Linked DNA regions of Callithrix jacchus: region 1 is linked to region 2. Evidence: chromatin contacts called from public Hi-C data. All regions are on one chromosome and are shown on one strand. The core of a region is the stretch at or near the end of the contact, and the rest is flanking DNA. Distances in the headings are between cores, read along the strand shown.

Evidence for each region. A called contact is a pair of places that touch in the nucleus more often than the background predicts.
Region 1: a contact with region 2 is called in a Hi-C map of skeletal muscle, with 7 times the contacts expected there. The contact joins two enhancer-like sites. A contact is called at or near these places in 2 of 3 Hi-C or Micro-C datasets (both in skeletal muscle).

What each region holds. Positions count from the first base shown.
Region 1 is chr1:207,691,433-207,694,208 of calJac240_pri, reverse strand. The region is part of intron 7 of IFT27 (intraflagellar transport 27); the gene reads left to right. Among named protein-coding and RNA genes, the nearest start is that of IFT27, 19 kb to the left of the region's middle. Within about 2 kb of position 1,463, at least 2 of the 16 cell types and tissues checked have an H3K27ac peak or open chromatin away from gene starts, as enhancers often do. A contact at or near this core is called in skeletal muscle, where this site is marked.
Region 2 is chr1:207,484,583-207,487,425 of calJac240_pri, reverse strand. No RefSeq gene overlaps it. Among named protein-coding and RNA genes, the nearest start is that of EIF3D, 4.9 kb to the right of the region's middle. Within about 2 kb of position 1,290, at least 1 of the 16 cell types and tissues checked has an H3K27ac peak or open chromatin away from gene starts, as enhancers often do. A contact at or near this core is called in skeletal muscle, where this site is marked.

The DNA of each region.
Region 1 (2,776 bases), core at 214-2,713, 210 kb before region 2:
TGACTGCATCCAGGCACCCACAGAGCAAGAGTGGCTGTTGAGAGGGCGCCGTTTCCTTCCCCTCCAGCCTGTCCCCTCATACCCTGGAGGCACCCATTTTTTTTCCACCCTGAAGATAAAATCCAGCCCAGGTTCCTCAACTTCTCTTTTCTCTCTCAGATAACAGAAATTCTCTGGGGCTCCTTTAGTCACAAAAATATTCATTATTTCAGTTATTAAGGTGCCCTGCCCTGGATGACTGTCAGAATTCTGAACTTGATTTAAAGCCGCACCTCCTCTCACAGGCTGCGAGCAGCGTGGTGTGTTTCTCGGGGTCTGTCGTGGCCCACTCCATACCTGCCGGGTGGGTTCGGCTCATGTCTCGTGGGCACCTCTGAGATGCCCCTTCCCCCATCAGTGGCACTGTGTCCCTGCAGGCTGCTTCTCACAGGTGGTTTCCCTCCACCCCTCCTGCAGCCTCAGTTCCTGGCTGTTTGTTCTTATTGGAACCCATCACCTTCCCGGAGGTCGTCCCAGCTGAGCCCCTTAAGAAAGCTCCAGCTGGCCCTACTTGGACCTGCTGGTCCCGGGAAGTACCGCTGTGGCCGTTTAGTGTGATGGGGGAGGCAATGAGGCCATCCCACTGGCAGCCATCTCTTGGCTCAGCCAGCCACAGCCTCACCTGGATTGCGCCCAAGCCCGGGTCCAGCACCAGCCTAGGAAGAGGGCGCCCCCTGCTGTCTAGCTCTTCGGGACGAGGGGCTCCTGCTCATCTGGTGGTTTGCTTTGGCCTTTGGAGCCTCAGTGAAAACTAAGCGAGAAAGGTCTCATTTTGACATCTCATCACACGTACAGTGATTGCAACTAAAAGCGCAGGCTCTGTGGACACAGATGTGGGTTCAGGCCCCAGCTCCGCCATTCACAAGGGGTGTGGTTTCCTGCAAGGCACCTTCATCTCTGAGCCTCCTGAATCCATGGGTTTCCTTGTAAAATTGGCATCGTGAGTGTGAAGATGAAATGAGCGGAAAGTGGGTAGCCCCTGAATGAGGGAAGCACTGAGTGAGTGCTGGCCCACTGACCCTTCCGTAAGTAACACTGCCAACTTTCCACACTGTCTTTCCAGAAGGAGTTGGAAGACTTTAAAGCCCCTTTCCACTGCTTGGCCGAGCAGTTCCACCAGCTGTACCGGGAGAAGTTGAAGGTTTTCCAGGCACTGGTGTAAAGGCTAGAGCGGATCGTGCCGTGCAACCAGAGAAGATAGAATTACTTCTGCACTTTTAATATATAATGACGCCTTTAAATAAAATTAGAGAAAACGTAGAAGCAGCAGCTCCTTCCTCCCTTGGCCAGGGTGGCCCTAGCTTGTGCACTTTGGCCGCAGCGTTGTTGCAAGTTCCAGAGCAGCCGGGAGCCCCACTCAGAACCCTGGGCCTCCCTTCTGTGAGGCTGGTGCTTCGGGCCATCACCTTGCCCGAGGGCGTGGTCCTTCCTGCCCACTCTGCGCAGCAGGTCACACTAGCTCCCTAAAGGGCCTCTGCTGCAAAAGCAGAGCCCGCAGGGGGTTTTGAAAGGGCCTGGCCCAGCATTTGTGTATGGTTTCCCACAGCTGTCCTGAGACTGAGACAGGGCTGCCGGCGCCCTCCTCGTTCTGAATCTGTTTTGCCGCCAGCTCCTGGCTAGCCAGATGCCAGACCTCCCTGGAGGTGGCTCCTGTCACCGGGAGAACAGTGCCCTCTGCCGGCCTCCCTTGGTGCCTGTCTCTTAATGGAGGCCTGGCCTGTCCAGCTGCCGGGAAGCCTGAGCGCAGGGGCCTGGGGCTCCTGCTTTGCTGGGGGAGCTGGGCAGCCGGCGGCGTCATTTGCACTGAGCTCGACTCTTTTCCATCCTGTTTCTGCTGCCAAATTAATCTTCTAAAACACCACTTTCATCGCCTCACTCCCCTGATTGAAGACCCACAAGGTGCCTCATCGCCTTTTACATCAGGCTGCCAGCCAAGGTCTGGTGTCCCAGGCCTTCCCTGTCACCCTCCCCGGGGGGTCTCGGCTTCCTTCAGCCTCTGTGCCCCAGAGGACTCCATCACTCCCCCTCCAGAGGAGGGAGGGACGTTGTGTAGAGAGCACTGGCCTCGGGGTGAACCAACCTGGGCCTGTCCCAGTGATAATGGCGATAATGGAAATTGCCCTGGTTCCTGTTTACAACCTGCCATGTCTCTACATGAACTAAGCACATGTTACATATATTCGCTAATTTAGTTACAGTGCAATCTTACCATCCCCCTTTTACAAGTGAGGAACTGGAGTCAGAGAACTAAGACATGTAGCCAAGGGATGGCCGAGCCAGGATCATGGACACCAGAGCTTAGCCCCCAGCCACCGGCCTCTTCTGCCTCCTCCTGAGCTTGGCCATGAGCGGGTGGGGGTTAGGCTGCCTCTCAGGTCACTGTGAGAAGTGAAGTAAGGGGTGTGTAGGGCACCCGGGCACATGGTGTCAGCCAGGATCAGGCTGTCCCGCATCCCTTCTCTTCTTATTCAACATGAAGCCACTGTAGTGACCACGTCACACCTTCAACAAGTAGTTACCGAGGCTTGCCCTGTGCCGGGCGTTTTCCTAGGCACTAGCAACGCCAGGCTGCTGGTTTCGTGTCGCATCTTCCAGAAGGGAAGGCTCACCATAACCAAAGGGCTGCAGCGGGGACATTTCCGGCTGTCCAGAGTTGGTTAGAGATCAGGGAAGCTTAGGACAGGGCCCCTTCACCTCCTAAAGAGATCAGGGAAGCTTAGGACAGGGCCCCTTCCCC
Region 2 (2,843 bases), core at 41-2,540:
GCCACTGGGCCTCGGCTTTATGGCAGAGATTCCTCGTGAGCTCTGACTTTGCGTCCTTTATTCATGTCCTTGAGCCATAAAGATGAGGGTGTTCAGCAGCATCTGCAGGTTTTATAGAGAAGCAGCTGCGACTTCGCTTCCCTTGGGAAGCTTTTCCTGACTGCTCAAGGCTGAGTTATTATTGCTCATTGTGCTCTCACAGCACCCACAGTGTTGCATTGCAATTTATCAGCAAAATCCCAGAGGCCCAGCCGGCAAATGCGCATGACTATGAAGAAGGCTGAATATTGGGCAATAGGGAGTAGTGGGGACTGAGGCAAAGTAGAGAGCCCCTGGCCAAGGGGGCAGCTCCTATTCAGCTCTAGCTTCTTCTCATCATGCAGGAAGGCCAGCCTGGTGTTGCCAGATCTTAAGAGAAGCCAGTGAGTGGGCGCAGTGGCTTATGCCTGTAACCCCAGCACTTTGGGAGGCCGCAGCAGGTGGATCACCTGAGGTCAGGAGTTCAAGACCAGCCTGGCCAACATGGTGAAACTCTGTCTCTACTAAAAATACAAAAATTAGCTGGGCATGGTTGTGGGCACCTATAATCCCAACTACTCGGGAGGCTGAGGCAGGAGAATTACTTGAACCAGGAGGCAGAGGTTGCAGTGAGCTGAGATCACGCCATTGCATTCTAGTCTGGACCACAGAGCAAGACTCTGTTTCAAAAAAAAAAAAAAAAAGGGCTGGACTTTTAGGTGAAATCTGCTTTTTAAACAGACTCAAAATATATTTCATTAAGGACTTTATAGATATTGCAGTCCCTGGATTAGCCATATCTAATTTCCCTATTAGACTCTGGGTTACTTGGCCCAGCACAGCAGCTCATGCCTGTAATCCCAACACTTTGGGAGGGTGGGGCAGGTGGATCACTTGAGGTCAGGAGTTCAAGACCAGCCTGGACAACATGGTGAAACCCCATTTCTACTAAAAAATATGAAAATTAGCCGAGTATGGTGATGGGCACCTGTAATCCCAGCTACTCAGGAGGCTGAGGCAAGAGAATCGCTTGAACCCAGAAACGGAGGTTGCAGTGAGCTGAGATCACACCACCACACTCCAGCCTGAGCGACAGAGCGAGACTCCGTCTTGAAAAAATGAAGAGAGATGAGAACAACACCGTGCTGCCGAAAGCGGAGACCTGAGGTTCAGAGAGGGGCACCTACTCGCCCACGACTATACGGCCAGATCAAGCCACAATCCATGTTTATCTTTGGCCCTAAGACACCAAGTCCCAGCTTCCAACAGAAGAAAACATATGGAGCAGGGAGAAGGAGCCAAGGAGAGGCCTGGTTATTGCTCATCCCATTGAAACAGTCAAACACTCTCTAAACTAGCTAAATGGTTCCGAAGGAAATGGAATCTATTTTGTCTCCTGTCGCCAGGGCTGCAAATCCTGATATATCTCAGGCCACGGCAGCGAAGCGGATGGCTCAGCACTTGGAGACATGCCCACACGAGGCAGGAAGTAGGGTGGATGATTCAACAGGTGCCTCTCTATTCTGAGAACTGGTCCTGTGACGGGTGAGTGTACATGCAGCTGAAATAAAAGATAATTTTGAATGCGGACCGTCGGAACGTACAGCAAGCCTCCCTGTCTTCCGGGGAACTTGCAGCCTTCTTTGGGGCTTTCATCTTTCCAGGTTTTCTATTTCTGAAATTTTGCTGAGACAACAAGATTCTTGGGAGGCTGGGGTGGGCTGGTGACTCAACAGCTTCCCTTTCTATTGGCACATCCTCCAACAGGATGATAAAATGGCTGCCGTTCTACCTGGGACACCACGTTCCTTGCCCTCGATCTGTCTCAACTGCAAAATGGGGGTAGTGATCTCTGCTTAACTGAGACAGAAAAGTTTGGTACACAGATAGCACAGGTCCACAACTTCTCATCTGAAATCCTCAAGTCTCAATGTGCTTTCTATTTTTATTTATTTATTTATTTACTTTGGAACACGGTTTCACTCTGTCACCAAGGCTGGAGTACAGTGGCACAATTTTGGCTCACTGCAACCTCCGCCTCCCGGGTTCAAGCAATTCTCATACCTCAGGCTCCCGAGTAGCTGGAATTATAGAGGCATGCCACCATGCCCAGCTAATTTTTGTATTATTAGAGATGGGGTTTCACCATGTTGACCAGGCTGGTCTCGAACTCCTGACGTCAGGTGATCCACCCACCTCATGCTCCTAAAGTGCTGGGATTACAGGCATGAAGCCACCATATCCAGCTTCAGTGTGCTTTATAACTTGGAATTCTTCGGATTCCCGAAAGGTTTTAGAGTGGATCTACCGCATATCAGGTGACAAGCCAGTGAGCTCTGGAGCAATATTCCATAAACCTTTCATTTTTCTGCAGCAAAATGTATAAATATTCACACTAAGTGGGACAAAATAAAGACTATAAATAACCTCACATCCAATTCGTATCAGATTTGCCATCAAATGCTTGCCCCAATCTCATGAAAAAGCTTTAGATTTTCAGAGCTTTGGCGGTTTGGGAATTGTGCATGGAGAGAGCGCCAGCTTTGGTTTCAGGCACACCTGGGTTTCTGTTCCAACTGCGCTCTGACCAGCTGGTTCACCTGGGGCAAGACATTCCTCCTCTCTGAGCCTCAGTGTTCTCATCTATAAAATGGGGTGATAGTTCCTATGGTGCTTCTTAGAAGACAGGCAAGGAAATGCAGGTTGCCACGCTGGAAGAGAAGCTGGCCACACTGACAGGTCCCAACGAGATGAATCCACCACAGGATATCCGGGATATATCTGCACACAAGGCAGGGACCGACTTCCCTTTGACCACACATAAA